Linked DNA regions of Mus musculus: all the other regions are linked to region 1. The links are chromatin contacts, called in public capture Hi-C, promoter capture Hi-C and targeted proximity ligation maps. All regions are on one chromosome and are shown on one strand. The core of a region is the stretch at or near the end of the contact, and the rest is flanking DNA. Distances in the headings are between cores, read along the strand shown. Region 1 holds the start of C030016D13Rik (RIKEN cDNA C030016D13 gene). Region 2 holds the start of Insl6 (insulin-like 6). Region 3 holds the start of Dmrt3 (doublesex and mab-3 related transcription factor 3). Region 4 holds the start of Cd274 (CD274 antigen). Region 5 holds the start of Jak2 (Janus kinase 2). Region 6 holds the start of 1700018L02Rik (RIKEN cDNA 1700018L02 gene). Region 7 overlaps Dmrt1 (doublesex and mab-3 related transcription factor 1).

Region 1 (3,281 bases), core at 142-2,641:
CTAGGTCTTGGCCTCAGGAGCTCTAGCAAGGGTGTAAAGGCTAAAACAGCTGTAACTGCCTTTCTAGTGCTTCAAGGCAGGAAATAGCCAGACCCCCCCCCCCACACACACATGTGCCCTTGACTTCCCTAATGGTCATCTTTTAAAGGCTGTAATAGCCATTCCCAGCCCAGGTCTCGCCGTACAAGAAAAAAGTAAAATAAAATCCCAGACCACCCTGGAAAGTAACCCCCCACCCCAGAATCCTGATATATTTCCCCATCCCCCAATTCTGCCCAGTTCTCTGTTGCTTCTCTTCCAAGCAGGGCAACCACCCTCCTTAGCTTTTCCCTCCAAATTAATCCCTTGCCTGAGCTTAGTTGTGCAGCAAGACTTTGTGGTATTCCTTGGCTCCTGACTGCCAGGATACCTTTTGGAGCAGAACTGTCACAGGGAAAATTTTCTATGAGCCAGAGCAAAGCTGTAACACCTGCATCAGGGAAACTTTCCCAGCAGCTGAAGCCTTCCCCTAACAGAGCCGTAACACTTAAAGATGTGTTACCAGCGACACAAGAGACAGTGTCCACAGGGAATTATAGTCTCTAAGCTTATTTGCAAGCTATCTTAACAAACTGACAAGTGTTCTCACAACAAAGACGGAAGAGAATGAAAGGCAGGGGCAGGAGTCAGGTATAAGCCAAGGAACGTCTGAAGCACCAGATGCTGAAGATACATGGGACGTCCACTCACTCCTTGGGGCTTCAAAAAGGGCCCCCTGCTCAACCAACTAACATCTGCATTTCAGAACAGTTAGGCAGTAAGGTTCTGTTGTTTGGCGCGACGTGGGATCCCCTGGAACTGCCGCCATGTAGGTGCTGGGAAATGAACCCAAGTCCTCTCCAAGAGCAGAAAACAGCTTAGCCATCTCTGCAGCCCCCAAGACCAAGTTTGTTTCTATTGCTTCCTCGCTAAAATGGAGTAATACCTTAAATATATATCCTAAAGTGGAACCGTGGGGGAAAAAATGCATGCCCAAGAACGGGCCTACATTAAAAACGCCACACACACATTTATGGAAAGAGCTTTTCACAATATTTGACTGTGCTCCGTTCTTTACACTTATGGTTCCCGAGGGATCTAATTTATCCGGAGATTCGCAGCTAGGGTGGGAAATAAGGGAGACATGGGTGTTGGCAAACACGATTACAACAGAAGAGACTCCGGTACAGCTTTTACCCTCCAGGCTAGACTAACGACGCAAACAGACACTAACGAGCGAGCTGTCCCAACGCTAACCCAGCTTGCAGACTTCGCTGTCTTTTAACTCCTTCAGGACCTGGGTGGCCCTCGCGAGAACCCGCGTCGTTCCCAGAAATCTGCAGGCTCAAGCGTCACTTTCCCAAGCCACGGACTCGTCTTCCACGGGACGGATCCCTTCGAGGGCCAAAACTCATGCAGCCCTCTCAGACGAGAGGTGTGGCGAAAATGGACCAACAGGAACTACGGATTTCGTGTTTCCTAAGCTCCACCCCTTGACCCCAGTACCAGGACGTAACGCTACAATCAGCGGATCCGGGGCGGGGCAGAACGCGGAAGCGGAAGCGGAAGCGGCGGGGGGTGGTGGCGGAACTCTGCGAGTTTCTGCCCCACGTGTGCGGTGAGTGTTGTGGAGAGTTTGGTGCGGGAAGTGTGGGGCGAGTGTCCGCCGGCCGCTCGGGAGCGGGGAGCTCTGCGGGGTGGTGGGCGAGCGGCGTCTTCAGCTCCATCTCCGGGACGGTCTACCTGGCCGCTTCTCTGGCCCGGAGTTGGAGGAACCCTGGCGAGGGCAGGGGTTAAGCCCTCTCTGTTAACTTGATTATTGTAGAGCTAAAGGAACAAGTTTCGCTGTCAAACTCCGGCCTGTGCGAGTCACAGTCAGCCCACTCGTCCCGTGTCAGACGTTGTGCATAGGAGCAGTGCAGGGAAAACTGAAGCGATCCATAAGCCAAGCATGATGGGAGGCAAGAGTATTTTAAACAGAGGCAGTGGGATGTCCCGGAGGTGGAAGTCAGGAGTAAGGCGCGGACTGGACAAAGAGGAAGGTAGAACTGTGGAGCCTTGGTGTCGAGTCTCTTTATTTTTGTGTAGTGGGAAGTATTTTGCTTTGTGTTCCTAGGCATATAAAATAATGAAGGATTATTAGAAAAGATCGGGAGGCTCATGGTAGGTCTTGACTCTCTTAAGGAGATTTTTGATGATTTGCATTGAGTGTTGGTAGTAGAGACAGAGGTATCTTTAAGGAGACTGCAGGATAACTTACTGTTGGGTACACGATGACTACCAAAGAAGTGAACATCAGGAGCCGTGCTCCAGTTTTCTCTCTGCGAAGTGGAGTAGATGGTCCCCGTTGAATACAGCAGGAATAGACAGGGAGAGAAAGATAGTAATTTGTAGTGGAATGCAGAGGATTGTGTCTCAGACATTAAGCATAAGACGCCAGTTATATACATAATCAAGAAGTGTTGAGGACTCAGGTCTGTGTAGGACGTTATCTCAGGGTCCCAAGGCTGCACAGTCTAGAATACCTAATTTGCTTGTCTTGCTCTTGGATTAGCCGTTAATTTGATTGCTTAGTAACTTGGTGAACAGTGCTTTAAGTGACCAGGGTTAACATCATCATGACTGCCGCATAGCTTTGTCACTGTGAGAGCAGCACTTCTTTGCTGTCATGTGCCACCCCTTCCCCTGGCCCAAGCATAACCTCAGTCTAATAATGAAAATCTTAAACTCCCAAAGGGGACATAACCTGGAAAAAAGGACATGAGGTGGCTACATTAACTGTATCTTGGAATAGGAAGAGGACAGGAATGAGAAAATTGATTTCCAAATAAACCCTGTGTTATACTAGTGTTATTTTCATAAGTTTCATTACACTGTCTTATTAAGTTGTCAGTGGGGAAGCTGGGTAATAGATCTATAGGCTCTATATCGTTTTAACTCTAATGTAAGAGGCATAGTTTTAAAATAGAGTATGTAAATAAGGTTTTTCTAGACAGCTACATGTGAGGGCCATTGGCACAATTGCTTAGCATGTGGTAGTACATGAAACCTACATGCAGAAATGCAAATGCGAATGTGATGTCTTACCAGGTAATAAAATGAAAAAGTGAAAAAGAGATGCCCCGCAGGAAGCTGAGCAGGTCCTGTGCTGGAATTATAGATCTGTACCCTGTGTATACACTGCTGGGCATCAAACCCACTGCATTTTCCAGAGTGTTTCCTGGACAAATTTGGTTCTATTAGGTTTAGGAAGTCTTGTGCAA
Region 2 (3,447 bases), core at 244-2,743, 1.9 Mb before region 1:
ACAATGTTCTGGAGTAAAATTAATAGTATGGGATTCTAGTAAATACATCTGAAATTAATTTTATAATATTAGAACTTATTCACTCAAAATTAGGCATGCAAATAATTTTTTTTCAGTTAAATAAATCCATTCAGCCATTATCCTGCTAATAATAGTGTGTAGCAGTTAAGAATGCATTCCCAGGCAGTGGGATGCTTTCGCGGGTTAAGGCACTTGCTGCCAAGCCTGACAATGTGACAACGATCTTGGGGTCCCATATGGTGCATGGAGAGAACTGGATCCAACTTATACACACACATCAGCAGTAAATAAACATCATAATAATAATAATAATATAATAATAATAATGGTGATGATAATTTATTGTAAAAAAGAATGTGCTCATATAAATAAATTAAGGCAATTTTTACCGGGAACCGGATACTAAATGATGCTTTTATGTACATGTAGAATCTAGACTTAAAACTATGTATTTGTGTGTTTATATATGTGTATGCTTAAATGTTTGTGTTTGTAGGTCATGAAACTACAAAAGGGATTCCGAGAGGGATGAGTGCTTAAAGAAGGTAGGAGGCAATCAATTAATAGAGGACATGTAATTAAAAAAAAGCAAAAAGGGGAATTACTAAAGGCAGGAACTGGGAGAGGGTGGTTAAGGGAGGCGAGTAAGAGAGAGTGAAGTACAGTGCGATAGATGTGAGAAGACACCGCGATGGAATGAGTAATTTTTAAAAAGGGTTTATTTATTTTATTTGATATGTATGAGTGTTTGCTTGCATGTCTGTATATGCACCACGAGTATGACTGGTACTGAACCGGAGTTACAGACTACCATGTGCTGCTTTGTTGGTACAGGGAAGCGACCCCGGATCCTCGGCAAGAGCAAGTTCTCCTAACTGCCAAGACATCTCTCTAGTTCCAGTACCAATTTTTTAAAGTTAAAAAATATAATCCATGAAGGAGATAAGTTTCTCCGAAGGGAAGAAATGGCTCCTGTAAACACTAGGCAAAAAGAAGATCACATTCCAGGTGTGGGGGGGATGCTGCATCTCAGAGTCCTAGGTTCTCATATTTCATGAGGCAGTTTCTTGGAGCGCACGACAAGGAAAATGAATGAATAAAGTCAGAGAAAGAAGACATTTTAAAACTTGCATTTCTGAGGCCAAAAGAGCCTGTTAATTTCAACTTTGACGACAAGGAAAATGAATGAATAAAGTTAGGAAAAGAAGACATTTTAAAACTTGCATTTCTGAGGCCAAAAGAGCCTGTTAATTTCAACTTTCTGCAAGCCGGAAGTCCATGTAAGCCTGGAACACCCCGCACCTAACCAAAGTGTTCTGGAGAAGATTGCCTGCGAGGGAGGGCAACCCGAGGGCGGTGCGGAGAGGGGCGTGGCTGGGGGCGTGGTGGGTGGCGAAGGCGGGGCGGGGCGGGGCGGGGCGGGGGCGGGGCGACGGCCGTTGCAGCGCGCCCGGCCCTGTGGCGGAGCCCAGGGATGAAGCAGCTGTGCTGTTCTTGTCTGTTGTGGCTTGGACTCCTACTGACTCCTTTCTCCAGGGAAGAGGAAGAGGAATCCAGACCCAGGAAGCTGTGCGGCAGGCACCTGCTGATAGAAGTTATAAAACTCTGTGGCCAAAGTGACTGGAGCCGGTTCGAGATGGAGGAGCAAAGTCCTATGACACAGTTCTTTCCCCACTACTCACGCAAGGGCAAAGCCTTCAACCCTCACCCTTCTTCCTCCGCCTGGAGAAGATTCACAAACCCAGGTAAAACTCTGAAGGGAAGGCTTGGTAGCTTATCAGTGTGCAAACTCCTCTTTTCTTATCCTTGACTTTGCTCTGCCAGTGAATTTCTGTAGGAAATAGAATTTGTACCTAGTGTACGTGTGAATACAGTTTTAAAAACCATACAGACTTATATGAAGTTCACTTTAGACTTAGAAGAAATAATTTGTTCAGAGTAGGCCTTATTAAAAAGATGGCCTTAGGTTTCATGTATACCCCAAATTCCGTGTGTTATAAGCTTAATCTCCAGGGCAGCGTTAGGAAGTGAAGTGAGGGAATTAAATTTTCTTGAAACGGAGTCAGGCCATTATCACAGAAGTGGATTGTCCTGAGTGAATCTGTTGCAAGATCACTTCATCCTCCTTTTCCGGCACCTCCGCTATGGGATGATGCTACAGGAAAAGTCCTTGGACCCTGGAGCATCTTCAAATCACGAGTCAAATAAATTCTTGCTCATTTGAAATTAACCACTGTCGGGGGCATTGTCAGAAGATAGATATAGGTGATGAGGAACTAGTCACATAGATAGGATGGGATGGGATTGGGGGCGTTTATTTAGAGGAAAAGTTTATTTAGGGGAAAGACACTGCTGTCTGAATTATACGGGGAAGAGCGAGGAGGTCAGGATGTGCTGAACAGGAGGGGAAAAGAAGCAACAGCGTAGGGCAGTAAGGTTCGTCCAGAAGGGCTGAGAGAGGGAGAGCAAAGCCAACGGAGCAATTCATGTGAAGTGAAAACTTAATAAAGGGCACAGGGAAGGACAAGGGCGGATGAGATGAGTCTCGGCATGGATAGCTCATCGATGCAGATAGGTAGATTGTAGTATGGGGACAGATGAAGCTTCTCTGTGGTTTGCAGCAGCACTGAAGGTGAACTAGCGTGCTGAATTGCATAGAGATCTCGTGGTCTTGACCTACCCTTGCCATTCTGATATTAGCCTTTCTCCTATGTTGTAAAATGTGTTTGTAGATTCCCTTAACTAATTTTATAGTTTTTTTCAAAGCAGTGTTTGTAAGTGAAGCAACTTATCAGAACTTTAAAAAAAAATCAATGTTCTTACTTGACTTGGAAATAAGGAATTAATGAGAGTCATAAAATGAAGTGGAACTGCTTGTAAACTACTTTCCTTTGCAACTAGGTGGAATTCACCCCTAAAACCATCTATGTGTGACTAGTTTTGCTTTCGATCTCTTTGTCATCGATGTGCGTAGCTTTCATATATCTGTGTCTGTCAAGATTTTCATAGGAATTCATTTCTGTTTGATTTCAAATGTTACAGAATTAATAACCATGTATTACCTAGACTATTTCCTCTTTTCTTACTGCATTTTGCTCCCTTTAATCTTTGCTTTTTTTGTTTAGTTATAACTCTGTCTTACTCACTGTAATAGCAGAAAAGGACGGGAAGCCACGCCCTCCAGCTTCAGGGGACAGAGCGAGCCTGGCAAAACCTCACACTGCAAGTGGGGGTTGGAAAGAAAGACCCAGTGATAGATTCAGAAAGGCCAAGAATCCACGCAGACTCTGACCTCCTCTATTTCCCTTCTTTCCCTTTTCTTCCTCCTCCTCGTCCCTCTCCTTCTTTTTGCCCATTTGTATTTGTGTTCCTTTATTCTATGACAAGCCTCATGCAATCTTTTCAGTCTTGAAACTCACTCTTTCT
Region 3 (3,335 bases), core at 652-3,151, 1.8 Mb after region 1:
GTCATTGAGCAGCTGAGAAAGTAGAGACAGAGGCTCTAGCTACCAGAAAAACTACGGACCTTTCACTCCTAATTCCAGTACACCCCATTCCGAAGGAGATGGGCCTGTCTCCTTTGTACGTTTACCCAGTGAAGGGGAAACACCAAACTCCATTGAATTCCGGTTGCCAGGAGGCTGCGAGCGGCCAGGAGTAAAGCTAGAGGTTCCTCGGAGGAAAGAGAGGAAGAGGCTTAAAATAGGGGCAGCCGGACTCAGGGACTCAGGAAAGAGCCAGAAAGAGAGAACTAAGTAGAAACCGGGGTCTGCCCACTGTCAGGGCTCAGAACCCTGTTAACCCATCCCCAAAATCAGAGCATATCTGAACAGCGGGAAGCTAGATGGCCAGAAAGCCCCTCATTATTTCAGGCCAGGCCAACCCCGCAAAATCCTGGAAAGGCACTTGCTAGGTTTTCTCCACTGTAGGCCAAGTTTTGGTTTTAATTTCTTCACACCACAGCAGCCCGGGAAATGGCAATAAAGGACCAAAGAAGTAGTTCAGCAAAAGAGAGTTAAGTAGCTTCACTTTGGAGCCTTTTCCTTAGAGTTCTTAAAAGGCGCCTTTTTTTTTTTTTTTTTTTTCAAATTCTAAGTCTTGAGGCCTCTTAGCCTGGCTAAAAAAAACAAAACGACTCCTAGTTCCTTTAAGTAAGAGACAAAACGCCTGTTCCGGACCAAGCCAAGAATCACCTAGAAACAGCAAAGCACTGGGCCCTGACTGCTAGCCAGCACCTACTTACCCCCTCGCTCCAAGTGAGAGCCCCCACCCGTCTAAAACCCGCAGCCCGGATAACCCTCCTCATTGTGGTGTGTTTAAAGTCGGTCTTCCCCAAGACATCATTTTATTTTTAAAATTGACCTGCTATGTTCCCTTTCAACCCGGGGAAAGCCTCTGACGATAGGGACACAGCCAGGCGATCTGGTTGGCCCCTCTGGCGGGCTCCTGGGTTCCATCGGCTTCAGACTCTCGAGACCCCCTTTCCGGGAGAGTAAGAACCGGTGCCTGGTGGGGGTGGGGCAGGTCCAACCAGGTCCACTTCCCACAAACTTGTCTTCGGCCTTCCCCCACGATCCCGAAGAGCCCTCGAAGCTCCCTCATTCGGAGCGCGACCCCAGCGCCGCAGACGCTCTCACCTGGTTTAGCAAGCTGCGCTGGCAGCGTCCCGGGCTGGGGCTCCGCGACCCAGCGCAGCGCGGCGGCCGCGGCCAACTCCGCGGTGGGACGAGGCGGCGCGGGCGGCTGGGACGCTTGGGAGGCTGGCGACGACTGCGAGGCGGTAGCGGCGGTGGCCGCAGCGTCCCCCGGCGGCGGGGGCCCTGGCAGAGCCCGCAGCGAGTCCGGGATGAGGCTCTCCAGGCTCTCGTTGGCCTGCTGCCTGCGCAGCGCCACCTGCGCCGCCATCACCCGCTGCCGCTCGATGATCAGGATGCACTTCTCGCAGGTGCAGTCCTTGAAGCGACAGTAGCGCTTGTGGCCCTTGAGCCAGGACAGCACCCCGTGGTTCCGGCAGCGCGCGCACTTGGGCGTGCGCTGCAAGGGCGCCCGCGGCGGCTGCGACACCGGGCCGCCCATGTACAGGTAGGGGGAGCCGTAGCCGTTCATGCCCAGGGCTCCCCCCGGCCGGCGGCGGGAGCTGGAGCACAGAGCTCGGAGGCCCGCTCTCGGGAGGCCCCGGAAGGTCCGCGGCGGCCGGAGCTACGGCAGCAGTCTCCCCGGCTCCGATGGCGCTCGCAGCCCGCCGGTACCCACGCGTGCCGCCTCTCTGCCCGCCGCTCTCGGGGCGCAGGCTCCACCCGCAGGTCCTCCCACGCTGAGGCTCTCCAGCAGCTGCAAGGAGCCGGGGAGAGCTCTGATTACGGTCTGAGCCACTTCCTTCCCTGGTCCCTTCCTCGCAGACTGGACCCAGCACCTCCTCCGCCACCCTCCCCCCCCAGTCCCTCCTCCCTCCCGCCGCCACCCCCCCCCCAATCGGGGTCCCAGCCTCCTTGCGCTCCCCACGCGCTTTCCTCCTCCCTGGCAGGCACCCCTCGGGTTCCTGCACCTCACCTTCCCCGCCACCTGCAGCCTGGCCTCTCAGGCGGGGGCGCTCACAGCCCCCTCTGCCAAGCGCTCTGTTACCCCTTCCTGAGCCGGGAGGGACTGCGCCGCTGCGGTACCGCGGGAGCGCTGGGCGGACCGGGTGTGGGGCGGGGGACGATGGGGAGGGGGGTGGGTGTTTGTAAGCCAGCCGGCAGGCCTCTCCCCTACCCTCTCACGTCGCTCCAGCACTGGCCTCGAAGCACTGAGCCCTAGACCGCTTTCCTTCCCACCCTTGGCCTCAGCCATTCGGAGCTTGCGAGGGAATTGAGGGTACTCCGCAGGTCGGCCCCGGGAGAACCGGGTTTCAAGAACCGGAAAGTCTCCACCTGGCAAGAGGAATCAAAAGAGGGGTAGTAGTGATTCGGGAATTCTTCGCTTGGTTTTGCAATCTAGTTTCTTTTTCATTGCTACAGAAGAAAAATGAGTATTTTTTTTTTTAATCTGTCAGGCTTCAGGAAGACAACTCGTTTTATAGGGTAACTTCAATTTTCTACTTAACCTCCTCTTGTCTTTAAAATAAACAATCTCTGCCTTGAATGACCTCTCTGCCTTGGACTGCCAAGTGCTCTCTTGGATGTTTTTCTTAAGCACTGTTTAAACTTTCCGAGGGTGTAGGGAGAAGACACATTAGTGGCCCCAAAGTTACCTGGTATTTTGTTCACGCAAAGGCCACTGAATCAGCCAAGGTCCGGAATTGCCCAGTTCAAATCCCCACAGACGCTGTGTTTTACTTAAGAATAAGGAATAGACCCTACTCGTAACAATCTTTGCGTGACGATGAAGAGTCTCCTGTATAACCTTAGACTGCATAAGCCTTTTTTTTTTACAGCATAAATTTCGTTTATACTCTTTGCTTGTTTTCAGTATTGGTTTGTCCAATGTCGAGTATTACTACGTACGTGTAGAGAAGGCTGCCTTTTTTCACTCAACCAAGAAAACAACCGAACAAAAATCAAGGCATAAAGTAGGCTCAGGACCGCTTTAACAACTCAGTGGGAAGGAGCCAACGGAAGTCCCGGACGGTCTTTTAGCGGCCCCTGGGAACGTGCGCTCCGCTTCTTACTGTGTGGGTGAAAGTTAACGTAAACGGGTCTGCTGCGGTACCTGACTCCTGAACTGCACAGAGACCATAGTCTCTTTCTGGAGGTCGCTTTCCAGTGCCCAGCCCTACCGCCAGCCAAGGAAGAGAGCATCGCTGGCAATCTTGAGTTTGCTGTGA
Region 4 (3,250 bases), core at 206-2,705, 1.9 Mb before region 1:
TGATGGGTTGGGTCTGATAGTCACCTTCTTCAGTATCATATCCTCCCCTCCCTGGCTCTCAGGGTGCAGGTGTGAGCAGTAGATCAAAAGGGGAAATTCAGGGACCATGTAAATCAGCATGGCCTTTGACCTCTAAACCTGCACCTCTTACATGGGCTAAGAGTCCAGGGTCACCTTCTCCCTCCCTCCGGCAAGAAACTGTAACCTTTCACAAATTCCCAGACAAGAGCTGAGAGCCTTTCACAGAACAGAGTTTAAAGTAAAGAAGTGACGCTCATTCAAGATGGGGAAATAGGTTTGTCCCAGGGGAAGTCCAGATGAAGATCTTGGAACGCCACTTCTTTATCTTCCCATGGGGGGGGGGGGCACGGGGGGGGATGGGGGGGGGAAGAGTGCCTGGGGCGGGGAGGGGAAGCAGATGCAAACTTCCTTTCTCAAAAGAGTGAAAATTTACCCAGTTTTCAAATTCTATCAAATGATCCTGAACCCTGTGCTCAAATCCATCCCTTCTCCATCCCTCCTTAGAGCAGCATATAACCACTATCATGTCTTCCTATCTATGATGCTCAGCTGGGAAAGGTGAATATTTTCCCTGTATAAAGTTCTCCTTAAACACCGCTTGGTCACTATCATCATCAGCTGCGGATACTTTCTGGAATGTATTCTCAGGTTGTTGTTTTTTTTTTTTCTACACAAAGGCCTTTCAGACACTCAAACATAATGAAGTACTTATACATATAAGAGTTTATCTAAATGAAATACCTAGCCATATTCCAGACAGTCACATACACAGATGGTCAGTGGATGACTGAGCTAGTAAGGCACTATTACTAACCTGTGCATTCCTCAGTGGGAGAGTGATGCCCTTTAATAACCCAGCACAATGGAATATAGCAATTAAAAAAAAACTGGCTAAGTAATTCATAGGAAAGCACCTGTAATAATTTATTTTTAAAAAAAGATAGAATATTGTACTTTCACCTCTTATGACAACCCCAACCTAAACTTTAACATAGCCTAGGTCACTGTATCTAAGAACTGTTTGGGACATTTTCTTCCAAAAATCCTTTAGGTTCTCTGGGCAGATAGAATGAAAATCTTAAGCTCCAGCATCCTAGACCTCGACAGAGGAAGGGACCTCCGGAGATGCTTCAAGTGGAAAGACCCAGTCATTGCTAGCAAACAGTCAAGTCGCGCTAGGACCAATTAATTCATCTCTTCTGACCCAGCTACCTACCCACAAGATCCATAAACACACAAAACTGCGGATTCTGAGTTCTTAACTTTCCCAGGAAACCGGTTCCCTTCTCCGTCCTAAAAAGGTCTAGGGATTCTGGCTCTTTAAAGTGCCCTGCAAGCGGATTCCGCGAGAAGATGCTCCCTTACCTGCAGGCGAGGAGACTGGCCCGCGACGTGCAAGTGCAGCCTGGCATGAGGCTTGGGGACCACGATTTCCTGGTCTTATCTCGAGTTCAGAGCCCCGCCCACTCCGCGGAAGCCTTGTCCAACCTCCGCTGTCTGTGAAACCGAAGCCACCCAGTCCCTTTGAGCATGAGTTTATCTCATAGTATTTCCTGCGGATGACTTTAGAGTCAGCTTTGGGATATTCACAGTTTAAGAAAAAACGAAACTAGGCTTCGGTGCGGTGACACACGCCTTAATTCCAGTACTCAGGAGCCAGTGGCAGGTGAGTCTCTGGTCTATAGAGAGAGCTCCAAGACAACCGGGCTGCTACTGAGAGGCTGTCGATAAAAACAAAAACAAACAAACACTATTTAAAAACGAAACTAAAAGTGAAAGTGAAACCTGCATTAGCTTTCTTGTAAATCAGGTTCCCTCAAAGAAACAGTCCAGAGTAAACAACTCAGCTCTATTTTGGGTGGGAGTGGAACCTGAGGTCGGGGGTGGGGGTGGGGGGGAGCGTGTGCTTGGAGATCCACATAGGTTGCCTTCCTCTACAGCTCCCACCTTGATTTTTGAAAGAGGGTCTCTCTTACCTAACCTCGGGCTCGCAGCTGGCCAAACTAGCCGGCCAGCGTGGTCCAGGGATCCCCATCCGCGCCCCTGCTGCCAGGGCTAGGGTCTCAGAAATGGGCCATCACTGCATTTATTATGGGTAATGAGGACCCGAATTTCAAATCTTCAGGCTTGAGCAGTGAGCGCTTTAGAAGCAAAATATCTGAAGTCATAAGATCTCTGACTTAAATTTTATCTTCAGAATCCAGACACTTCAAATTACCATCCGATTCCCCATCTCTTTCAAGCCCTTTCTGGATACGTGGATACGTGACAGTCTTGACATGACTTTACATATAGAGTTATACAACCTATAGAGTTAATATCAAGCAAATGACTCAGTTTTAATTCTAGAAAGTAGGTGTGTCTGTATAATAGGAAATATATTTTTAAATCGTGGATTTGGTGACTTCCTCAAAGTTCCTCGACATAATGAAACCAGTTGTCTTGCCGTTCAAGAACTTCCCATCTCGAACCGTGCCCTTTGTGAACGCTGTGGATCACGGCCAGTCTCGGGATCCAGGTGGGGGAAGTCTATTCTAAATGATGTTGAGAAAGACTTTCTGCGAACTGGAAGTGTGGACTTTTTCCAAGACAAAACCTTGGGAACTCCACAGAGCACTGTCATCTTTAAACATTTCACTGTTGGACTTCAAGGGCCTTCTTCATTCTCTGCTTTCCCCCACTTACTTACTAAAACTACTATTCCAAAGTAGTGCACTGGGTGAATACTGGGGTGTCCGCTGGCTTAGTTGTAATGAGATTTTCACATTCTCAAAGCATCTCCATTTTTAACTTGGAAGTCATTGGGGTTGATGCTGCCTAAAGGATCTATAGAGAATGTGGCACTCTAAACAGCAACAATAAAATTGGAATAAGACCAGAGCCTCAGCTGAGATAGTCCCTCTTCCAAATGTCTTTTGAACCCCAATAATAGAATAAAGCAATTAAAGTTAGAGATAACATTAGTTGGCTGACTGAAAATAAAATATAGACTTTATATGTGGAAATTCAGTCTAAACATATGTGTGTGTATATACACGTGCACAGACAAAACATATTTCTAGTTAATAGGTTTGTGTTTGTTTGTTTGTTTGTTTGTTTTTGGTTTTTCGAGACAGGGTTTCTCTGTGTCCTGGAACTCTGTAGACCAGGCTGGCCTCGAACTCAGAAATCCGCCTGCCTCTGCCTCCCCAGTGCTGGGATTAAAGGTGTGCGCCACCACGCCTGGCCA
Region 5 (3,232 bases), core at 239-2,738, 1.8 Mb before region 1:
AGGATAAGTCCTGGGCACATCCAGTCTGCAGACGTCCCACACTCAAGCCAGCTCACATACAACCAAATGATCTTAATAGCTGGAACCGTAAACAGTAAACAGGTAAAGGATATAGAGAAAGAGGACCAGAAATTGATGATTCATTTTCAAATCCGCTGGGAACTATATGAGAATATTTGCAGTAAGCCAACAACTCACTCATACAAACCTATTATGAAACCAAAAGCAACCTCCGGCTTCTTTATTCCCACTTCTGTTTCCCTTCTCCGCATTTCTCCTCCTCTCTGTGACACACTCAGCGGCTCGGTCCTTTCATTCAGGGAAAAGGAGTTTCCCCTGATAGACTAGTAACCACCGGAAAGCAATCAACCAACAAAGCAAGCAGGTGAATACAGGAAGCATTCAATGTGGCAGCAGAAACCCAGCAAAAACAACCAATTTGTTCCCTCAACAGGTTATTTCAATTCCTTGAAAATTAAGACTGGGGAGAAAGGGGGAGAAAGAGACGACTTATTGTTTTCCTCTGCAAGACCACACTGTAAAACCAACAAAGACCGCTTCTTTAAGGATCCAAGAGACACAATAAATACCACCCAATTACTCTCCCACAGCAACAGGAAAAGTTCAACACTGCCATTTTCGCAGTAAGCAACAATTAGTCCTGCCGTTGTACACAAGCATCCAGCCTTCTTAGCAGGCACTGGCTCGCAGATCTCAGACACCCTTGTCTTTAACTGCAGCACCCAGGCAGCCCCGAGCGCTAACACCCACCTTCGCGGGAGGGAAAAAAAGGGCCTCTTCTTCTGGGGAGGGAAAACAGTTCACATCTTGTTCCCGTCGCCTGCTTCAGGAACCTAAAAACAGAAGCAGCAAGTCACTAACTCAAAAACCCAGGGCCAATAGATGCTCTCTTTTTTTTTTTCTGCGCTGTTTAGATGACTAGAAAAATGTACAGAAGAATAAGAAAGAGGGGGGGTCGGGTTCTAAGGCACAAGGGGATGCATGCATTTATCAACAGCTAGCCACTCCTTCCTAGGCTGTCGGAAACCCGCAGGTTTTCTAGCTTTGAAGTTCCCTGCCAGTAGCAGGGGGCTAAGGGGAAAGCAGGAGGCGGGATCGCAGGGAGAACCGCTGCCCCCCGCCCCCATCCAGCAGCCAGGGACTGCACCCACCGGCGACACGGGTCGGGCCACACAGGAGCGCCCCGAGGCGCGCAGGATCCGCTCCTCCGAGACGCGTCGGGCGGGCCGAGGTCTAGGGAGCCCCCGGGCCGGGCGCAGGGTCGAGCGGCCGCCAGGCTGGGCCCTCGGGGGCCCTCCCGCGCGGGCTTGGCCCGCACTCACATCCCGCAGCGGCGGACCCGGCAGCCGCCTGCAGCCCTCGCCGGGACGGACGGGCGCCTCCGGAGCCGGGGCCGCGGCCGAGGCGCCGACGCCGCGCGAGCTCGCCCAGAGCGGGGGCCCGCCCAGCCTGTCAGCGCGGCGGGAGGCCGGCGGTGGCCGCTGCTGCCCCCTTTCTGCTCTGCCTCAGCTTCCTGCAGCCCACGCCACGCCCACCGCGCGCCGAGCCCGTCTCCGCCCTCCAGGGGCCGCACGCCGCCTCCGCTCGGCCCCGCGACGCCGGCTCAGCTGCCCTGCTCGGCGGGCTCCGGCGCGGTGCAGCTTCGGGAAAGCGGCCCCGAGCGGCGGAGCGGGGCGTGGGCAAGCCGGCGGGGGTTGGCGGGGGGGCGGAGGCCGGCACGCCCCACTGCGCCTGCGCCGCCCGCGGGGCCGCTCTGCGGGGCTGGGCCGGGACGGGGGAGGCGGCCGCGGGCTCCGGGGAAGCGGAGGCGCGCGTGGAGATTCCCGGGGCAGCCCCCGGGCGAGAGCGCGCGAGGAGGAGGAGGAGCGGGGCGGGTGCGGGTTGGCGCAGCGTGCTTGCGGCCTCGGCTCGCGGAGGAGACGGCTGGGAATGAGTCAGCCCGGCCGGGAAGGCCCCGCTGCGTCCGAGCTGATAGGATTGGCGGCCGCTGCCTCCGCGGAGACTTTCCCCTTCCTGCTTTCGTTTCCACAGGCGGCTCCCTGCCCTAAGCGCTCGGCCCAGGGGACGTGGCACCGTGGACCGGGCGCTGAGACCCAAGTACCTGACTTCAGTTAACCACCACTTCTGCGAAGGGACCGCTTGGAAGAAGAAACGACGTATAGGGTCCCAAAGAGCCACGTTCATTCATTCAAGAATTTGTTCCCTGCTAGGCAAGGGCTCCCAGGAGAGGAGACGAAGGCAGCACCCATTCTGCATGTGCTATTCTCATAGAAGCCAGAAAAGAGGCTTTAAATCTGCACTGCTCTTTGTGTGTGATTGCCAGTAACGGGTACACACACACACACAAAGGTGAGTGGAGATGTTATTTTGAGATGACCAGAAAAGACCTCTTAGAGTGGCATTTGAGCAGAAATGTGAAGGATGAGAACGATCCAGTCCTGGAACTATCTGGTTTCAAGAAAGAAGCTAACAATGAAAAGGATTCTGAAAAGGGAATGTGTTTTAAGGACCAAGAAAGAACCCTCAATGGAAGACAGTAAAAGGAAAGGGGCTAAATAAGAAGACAAAGAAATAACTGGGGTCATTCTGTATAGGGCTTCTTATTTTTTCTCTTAGCCCCAGGTTTGTCAACCGAAATGAAGCATTCACAACACCCACGTCCCCTTATATACGTGACGGATGCTGTTATTCAGATCTTACATCTATTGTTTTTTTTGTTTTTTCCTTTATTTTTGAGTCTGTGAGCCTGGAACTCACAGAAATCCTCCTACCTGCCTGGGGAATGCCGAGATCAAAGGTGTGGGCCACTACACAATGCATGGTTTCTTTTAAGTAAATGTCACCAAAGCTAAAGATAAGGTGGGCAAGAAAAAAATAGATGATTAACAGTAAGCTTATAGGATTTAAGTCCTTTGTCAACCCACACAGGAAAACTGAGTAACTTGTTCATTCTCATTTACAGTGAAAATCATTCTCGGTGAGGTAAGAGTGAGCCAATGATAGTCTTGAATGTTGATCTCTCTTCACTCTGTAGTAGAATGCTTTCCAGCACTAGATGCGATTCCTAGTAGAGGCATAAGCTAGAGATTTGTTCCACCTGTTAATCTTTTCACAGAGTTCCTGCATTCTCTAATAAAGATAAGGGAGAGTTCTGAGGAATCGGACAAAATCTTTTATGACCTTCAGAAACTCTGCACAAACAAGTATGGGG
Region 6 (3,138 bases), core at 589-3,088, 1.6 Mb before region 1:
AAGTACAGGGATGTCTGCCTCACCTTGCCACGGAGACCACGTCTTCTCTCTGAGCAAGCAAACCTACCTTGCTACCCTCTCCATCACCCCCGAAATAATTACTTGGAAACAGCAAGTAGTTCTGAACCAGTCATTTGGCAGCCTTTGAGGGGGCACACATGGTGTTTCCTTTAGAGACACTTTTCTGTTTTCCCGGTGCCCGGCACAAGGAAACCGTATCAGGCGGACAGTGGGCAACGTTTACGGAGCACTTTGTAGTTGGTCTTGTACAGGCAATCCACACACCGTTCTACTCCACACCAATCTCCTGCGTCCATTTTACAGATAAAATAAGACTCAATCGCTTCTCTTCTGCATCCGTTCGTACCTCACTCTCCCTCTCTGTACTTCAGTTTTCAGAGCCCACGCCAGGGCATCACTGCTCCCTCCCACACCTTCTGGTTAGTTGTTGTTTGGTTTTTCAAGACAGGGTTTCTCTGTGTAGCCCATGCTGTCCTGGAACTCGCTCTGTAGATCAGGCTGGCCAGGAATCCTGAGATCTGCCTGCCTCTACCTGGGTGCGGGGTTTAAAGACGTCTATCACTGCTGCCTGCTGGTTTGTTATTGTTTTTATTCACAGTACTGTTTCAAAAAGCCTTACTTCCACCCCTGGACAAACAAGCAAGAAAACAAACGGACAGCAGTAGAAACTCGGGTTTGTTCAGCATAGCATTCTCGGAGGCCTCTAAGTACAGTGGCACACAGTAGGCACTGGGTAGCTCTTCCTGAAATGAATGCATTTCTGAAGGAGCTAGTATGTTTGACCTCTGCGGAAGTTAACGGTGACAGCTACTTTTGGTTCTGAAAGTGGATTCAGGGAGATGAGACACATACTTCACTTGATGAAAGCTTCTGTGAGGAGGGTTCCAGGTCACCCCTGGAGGAGAAGGAAATGGGGTGAAAAGGCAGAGGGAAGAAGGTCAAGGGAGGATTGGTGTGAAAAGGTGGGGAACACCTGGTGAACCAGAGGGGCCGAGGGGACACAACACGGGGGCATGCTGCTTCCTGTTGGGTCTGAGCAGGACAGAACTTGGCTCTTAGAAAAGACTAAGGGTGAAAAAGGTGAACACAGAGGGGGGAAAAAAATGAAATCCAGGCACTCAGAGGTGCCAGCGGGAGACTAGAAGTAGAACGGGGTGCTCAGAGGTTGTCCACTGGGGAGAATGCAGACGGGCGCAGCCTGCAGGCTGGGACCAGGCAGCACAGGGCACGAGGGTCTGGGGATGCCAAGAGGCGCCGGGTGGAGCTCAAGGGAGTGGGGTGCAGGGGCGCGGAGGGGCGGTGCAGCAGCCGGCGGGGCGGCCCCGGTGGCCGTCGCTCACTTCCGGGAGAGCCGGGCGTCCTGGCCACCGCCCGCTTGCAGCTGCCAGCCCTCCAGGGCCGCGGAGCCTGTGAGCGCGCAGGCCAGGCCACAGACCAGCGTCTGCGCAGCTCGGACCACCGCCAGCCACCATGGGGGCGTCGGGGCGGCTGCTGCGCGCCGTGATCATGGGGGCCCCGGGCTCCGGCAAGGGCACCGTGTCGTCACGCATCACCAAACACTTCGAGCTGAAGCACCTCTCCAGCGGGGACCTGCTCCGCCAGAACATGCTGCAGGGCACAGGTGGGAGCTGAGACCGAGGGCTGGCGGCGTGCGATCGTCCCGGCGGGGCTTTGCGGGCCGGGGTCGAGGGTCCTGCGACGCGGGTGCAGCGCTCCCCGACCTCGCCTGGGGAAAGAGCCGTTGCGCCCCGAATCCTCTGGCCTCCGTGGGCAGCTTCGGGTAGATGGGGGAGGGGGAAGGAAAGGACTAGGAAGTTCAAAGACTGAAGGAAAGCCCTTGGCTTTGTTTTTAGAAGCTCATTCGACACAGCTGGCAGCTGCGGTGGGGGTCCAGCCGGGGGGAGCTGTGCCTGTCTCTCCACGTGTCCTTGTATGCAGAAGGCAGGCTTTGGCTCTGCCAGGGCTAGCTTCTTTTTTTTTTTTTTCCCTACACCCCCCCCTCCCGCCCATGGTAAGCTCCGTGGGATCTTGTAATTCTGACCTTTCTCTCTGCAAGGTCAAGTATTACTTATTTTCATTGCAGTCACAAAGTTGGCTTAGATTTTGATGCCCCCAGACATTTCTTAGTCACTAAAGTTGTCCTTGTAACAGTTACATAAACGATTGCTGTGTTTCTCCTTCCAAAGTCTTCTAACTCAGCACAAAAAATCTAGCCAACACTTTACAAAGGGTGGGTTTGTGGTAAGTTCTATTTTAAGAAAAGCATTTTTAAATTTATTTTTTGGGACAGTGTCATTCGATGTATTCAAGGATAACTTTAACTTAAGTTTGACATCCTCCTGTCTCAGCCTCCCTAGTGAGTGCTGGGATTCCAGGCGCCAGCCAACTAACAGCTGTAAACTATTTTTTAAAAGCTTGCACTAGATGTGTTTCTCCACAATAGTGTTGACCTTCAATTTCAAACTAGTGCCTATTTTGAAAATTCATTTGAAGCTTATTTACACAGAAATAATACCTGTTCAAGGTTTTAAAAAAAAGAAAGTAAAGGCCAGGGAGAGGAGGGAAGACAGAAATGTATAAAGTAAAAAGCAAAGTTTTCTCTTAGTCCCTACCTCAGCCCAGAACCTCGGAGAGAAACAGTCTATCTCCTTCTGGAAATGTCTTTGTGTAAAGCTCCTTCTTACAACCTCAGTGTATCAAGTTACCATCTACTTACTCCACATCAGTGTTTTCGCACACTGCATTCAGCCTGCCATCCCATATGGAGACGTTGTCCGGTTCCGCACTGCACTGCTTACCCTGTGTCTGCTGAATCTACCGCGATTTATTTACCTCTCCACTCCCTCCTGGCGGGTGTATAGCTAGTTTCTAGGAAAGGGTGTTTTTTGTTTGTTTAAAAGACACTGATATTCAAGTGTGTGCGTGGGGGTGGGGGTGTGTGAAAACCCACAGTTTTCAGTTTCTTTGGCTCGATCCTCTGCACCCCTCAAGCATGTTTTCGTTTTCTTCTAATGTCGACCTTAAGAAATAATAAAGGCTGCAGTTAATTAAAGTTTATCGAAAGGTTATTTGACTCTTGCTAAATGTTCTTAGTGCAACAGATTGCAATGCGAGTTA
Region 7 (3,252 bases), core at 84-2,583, 1.9 Mb after region 1:
TCAACACTGGGTGTATTCTTCTATCATGTTCTCTCTTATACTTTGAAGCAGGGTCTCTCACTGAACCTGGAGCCCACTCAATGTGGCTAGACTCCAGGTTAGCAAGTCCCAGGCACCCACCCGCTCACACCCCACAATCAGCAGGATCAGCAGGGAATTCCACCGTTTCTGGATTTTAACGAGGATGTTGGTGTCCAAACCTCAGGTCCTTATACCTGAATATCAGGCACTTTACCCACGGGACCACCTCTCTAGCTGTGGAGACAACTCTGGGGCCAGGCATGGTAGTGCACACCTTTGACCCTAGCACTCCTGAGGCAGAAGCAAGTGGATCTTTGGGAGTTCAAGGCCAGCCTGGTCTACATGGCAAGTTCCAAGCTACCCAGAACTACACAGTGAGATCCTGCCTCAAAAAATAAATAAATAAATAAATAAAAAATAAAACAATAAAACCCCTTCAGGTTACAGTGTAAGCCACCTCATTTCTATCACTTCAACACCAGACAAATGTCTAGTATATATGTGCTTACTATTTAATGCTTTCGTATGACATATCTTAACAAACACATTTATGCCATTATTATGTTTGTCTATGCTTTGCAATATTTTAACTTTTTTTGTTTACTTATTTACCTTATTTTTATGAACACCGGTGTTTCGCCTGCATGTATGTCTATGTGACAGTATCAGATCTTACAGTTTCAGATAGTTGTGAGCTGCCATGAGGATTTGAACCTCCGGTCCTCGGGAAGAGCAGTCAGTACCCTTATCCACTGGACCATCTATCTCTCCAGCACTACCCAAAGGAATCAAACTCTTCCTCAAAACTATAAAAAGTCATTCCATTCAGTCTTTGATCCAAACATCACAGTATTTTGCTTTTAAACGATTAACTCTTTTTATTGGGAGGCATGACCGAAGGAGCTAGCTCAATACATAGGGACGCCTAGCAAAGAATTCAATAGATCTAAAAACAGTACAGCAAGTGGGAAGAGGAAGTGAAATTAGGTCGTCAGCTGTGATCTGCAGTGTTTCTGTTTACATGGAAACTCTCTAGTAAGCCAACCATGTCACTTTGGAACCATACTGTGTCACTCGTCCATGTGACAAATGGGAGCACCATCAGAGAAAGCTGAGATTTAGAGGACAAAGTACCTGCTCAAGGTGGCACGGCTAAATCAAAAGTTGTAACTGAGTATGGATGGATGGGCCTTCCAGGGTTACAACTCCTGCTCCTTAACCCGCGCTCGGTTTCCCTCACTCAGCAGGCCAACTCAGCATCTCTGCAGCTCTCTGCAGGAGAACAGGGTGGCATGAAAACCCTGGGGACCTTTATCAGGTGTCCTAGTCACTTGCTCATCTGCATTTGGTATTTATTTTGCAAGTTGGCAGCTTATAGCTATGTTGGCTTATTTTGATGTAAGAATTTTGCAGGCATGACTGAAACATTTTTAAAAGTCAAGTTGTGTTCACAGTTGGTGATGCGAGGCTTAAGAGAGCCCTGCCGCATCCCAGTCCTTTATTCAGTCTCCCTGGATCATTCTCTGTTATGCATACATTGAGAATGTCCCTCCTTATGCCTTATGTGCCATCACACTGACAGAAAATTGTTGTGCAGATTCCCCAAAGTAACCTCAAACTTCTGAGATAAAGGTTATGTTAGACGGTGACTGTGGACTGAGTATTTCAGGAACACACGGAAGCTCTACCCTTGGCCACCTAAAACAACAGCTCTCTTCAAGACACTAGTGCTTGTTTCTCACCTGCATAGGTGAAGAAAAGCAGAAGAGAGTTCCAAGAAGATTTCAACAGAAAACGGAGGGCTTACGCGATGAGTCTAAGCCCTAAGCAACCAAGAGCCTGCGCATTTATAGGGGATCCGCCCCACAGCCGAGGTTCAACTGCAGAGACAGGCCGATCTTGGTGAGTTTGAGGCCAGTCTGGGATGACTTGAGAATTAGTATTTTCAAAAAGAAAAACAGGAGAACCTTGATGAACAGGGTTTGTTGGGAGATGACTGCCACCCAGGAAGCTGCACCTAACATATTCTAAGCTACCCCAAGGTAGAGCAGGCTGGAGGAGGTGGGGCCTCAGATATATCTAACTCTGGGCAGCTGGGTATTTCTGCAAAATGACAATGTGAGAAAAACCAAAGCTGAAAATGAACCCTAAAAACCATACACAATTCCTTCCTGAGTCCCTGCAGCCCATCTTTGCTGACATTAACAGATAGATAGGCCAGTGTGCATCACATCATACTGTGACTACGTGTGTACTGAACAGAACATGTGCGTGGTACATGGTGTGCACGTGTGTGCACTTCCATGCATGCGTGTTTCACATATTCCATTAACTCTGGGTCATACCTGCCACTGGTTTCCAGTCTGAGCAGGCACGTAAGGTGCTGGGAGACTCCGCAGGCTGTTCTTCACGGGGGATCCCCCGAGGGAATTCCCCACCTCCCCTGAGGAGGACTCAGCAGACAAGGCCATGGAATACTGGGGGTAGTTGTACAGATTGTTGTAGTAAGGAAACAGAGAAGGCTGGTAAAAGCTGCTGTAGTAGGCGGGGTCTGATACCAGGTCAGATGTGTTCTCCATATGCCCTCTGCTGGTGACAGCAGGAATATCCTGGATGACCATGCGTCCCTCTAAAAGAGAAGAGAGAAAAATAAAATAAAATAAAAAGATGTGGTTAAGGGGCAGCGTTTGGGATGTAAATCAATAAAGGAATGAGTGACGTCGTAAGATTTAATGTAGGCGGTCCACAGATCTTGCCTTCTACAGCTCAGCTGGGCCTCACACGTTCACCCTCAAGACAAACCAAGAACCTGGAGTGCAAGGGAGACATCCTCCCCTGCTTCTTCAGTCATAAGGGGAGGGTTCCAAGGCCGGCTCTGTGCTGATGGCAAAGCTGAAATACCCTTGGCTAGGTTATTTTCCCTGGGAACACCAAGTCACTTTTGAGGTAGGGTAAATGGCATGACCGGAGTCAAACATCAAGGAACTGGAGATCAGACCCGATTAACCTATGAATTCTTTACCATGTGATCAAGTTAACGTCACCCCAGGAACTCAGTAAGGGGCTGAGTTTGAGAGCATACAGTTTCTTTTTACTTCCTTCCATGGTAGATACGGTATTCTTTAGTATGGACCAGGACTATGGACCAGGAGCAGACCAACGGAGCCACGTTATGGGAGCTTCACCTGATGCAAATTAGAGGGGGAAAGTGAAGGAGAGATGAGAAAGAAA

Evidence for each region. Promoter capture Hi-C pulls out the DNA fragments that hold promoters and counts their contacts. Capture Hi-C pulls out chosen DNA fragments and counts their contacts.
Region 2: a contact with region 1 is called in a promoter capture Hi-C map of pre-B cells, with 5 times the contacts expected there. A contact is called at or near these places in 7 of 39 promoter capture datasets (the 3T3-L1 cell line, cranial neural crest, hippocampal neurons and 3 more) and 1 of 130 datasets of targeted methods (embryonic forebrain).
Region 3: a capture Hi-C map of embryonic tail shows a contact between it and region 1, with 4 times the contacts expected there. A contact is called at or near these places in 1 of 39 promoter capture datasets (pre-B cells) and 1 of 9 other capture datasets (embryonic tail).
Region 4: a promoter capture Hi-C map of liver shows a contact between it and region 1, with 2.5 times the contacts expected there. A contact is called at or near these places in 9 of 39 promoter capture datasets (3T3-L1-derived adipocytes, the C10 cell line, the HPC-7 cell line and 6 more), 10 of 484 Hi-C or Micro-C datasets (the N1E-115 cell line, cardiomyocytes, cerebellar granule neurons and 6 more), 4 of 130 datasets of targeted methods (astrocytes, embryonic forebrain, forebrain and 1 more) and 2 of 9 other capture datasets (adipose tissue and liver).
Region 5: a targeted proximity ligation map of astrocytes shows a contact between it and region 1, with 5 times the contacts expected there. A contact is called at or near these places in 6 of 39 promoter capture datasets (the C10 cell line, cranial neural crest, hippocampal neurons and 3 more), 5 of 484 Hi-C or Micro-C datasets (cerebellum, embryonic fibroblasts, muscle stem cells and 2 more), 7 of 130 datasets of targeted methods (astrocytes, embryonic forebrain, embryonic hindbrain and 4 more) and 1 of 9 other capture datasets (liver).
Region 6: a contact with region 1 is called in a promoter capture Hi-C map of pre-B cells, with 2.4 times the contacts expected there. A contact is called at or near these places in 14 of 39 promoter capture datasets (the 3T3-L1 cell line, 3T3-L1-derived adipocytes, the C10 cell line and 10 more), 1 of 484 Hi-C or Micro-C datasets (the N1E-115 cell line), 6 of 130 datasets of targeted methods (astrocytes, embryonic forebrain, embryonic limb bud and 3 more) and 2 of 9 other capture datasets (adipose tissue and embryonic stem cells).
Region 7: a contact with region 1 is called in a promoter capture Hi-C map of pre-B cells, with 4 times the contacts expected there. A contact is called at or near these places in 3 of 39 promoter capture datasets (the 3T3-L1 cell line, hippocampal neurons and pre-B cells) and 2 of 130 datasets of targeted methods (large pre-B cells and pro-B cells).

The regions. Positions count from the first base shown.
Region 1 is chr19:27,428,147-27,431,427 of GRCm38.p6, reverse strand. It overlaps C030016D13Rik (RIKEN cDNA C030016D13 gene), which reads right to left and starts at 1,391. Exons shown (of 1, transcript NR_027987.1): 1 at 1-1,391. It overlaps Pum3 (pumilio RNA-binding family member 3), which reads left to right and starts at 1,520. Exons shown (of 18, transcript NM_177474.5): 1 at 1,520-1,636.
Region 2 is chr19:29,323,364-29,326,810 of GRCm38.p6, reverse strand. Insl6 (insulin-like 6) reads left to right here and starts at 1,493. Exons shown (of 2, transcript NM_013754.1): 1 at 1,493-1,766. The coding sequence starts at 1,496.
Region 3 is chr19:25,609,103-25,612,437 of GRCm38.p6, reverse strand. Dmrt3 (doublesex and mab-3 related transcription factor 3) reads right to left here and starts at 1,901. Exons shown (of 2, transcript NM_177360.3): 1 at 1,171-1,901. The coding sequence starts at 1,639.
Region 4 is chr19:29,365,643-29,368,892 of GRCm38.p6, reverse strand. Cd274 (CD274 antigen) reads right to left here and starts at 1,455. Exons shown (of 7, transcript NM_021893.3): 1 at 1,387-1,455. It also overlaps a transcript of Plgrkt not described here.
Region 5 is chr19:29,250,059-29,253,290 of GRCm38.p6, reverse strand. Jak2 (Janus kinase 2) reads right to left here and starts at 1,488. Exons shown (of 25, transcript NM_008413.4): 1 at 1,173-1,488; 2 at 772-854.
Region 6 is chr19:29,046,183-29,049,320 of GRCm38.p6, reverse strand. 1700018L02Rik (RIKEN cDNA 1700018L02 gene) reads right to left here and starts at 1,838. Exons shown (of 1, transcript NR_028360.1): 1 at 592-1,838. It overlaps Ak3 (adenylate kinase 3), which reads left to right and starts at 1,360. Exons shown (of 5, transcript NM_021299.2): 1 at 1,360-1,642. The coding sequence starts at 1,492.
Region 7 is chr19:25,545,217-25,548,468 of GRCm38.p6, reverse strand. It overlaps Dmrt1 (doublesex and mab-3 related transcription factor 1), which reads right to left. Exons shown (of 5, transcript NM_015826.5): 3 at 2,367-2,650. Among named protein-coding and RNA genes, the nearest start is that of Dmrt1, 41 kb to the right of the region's middle.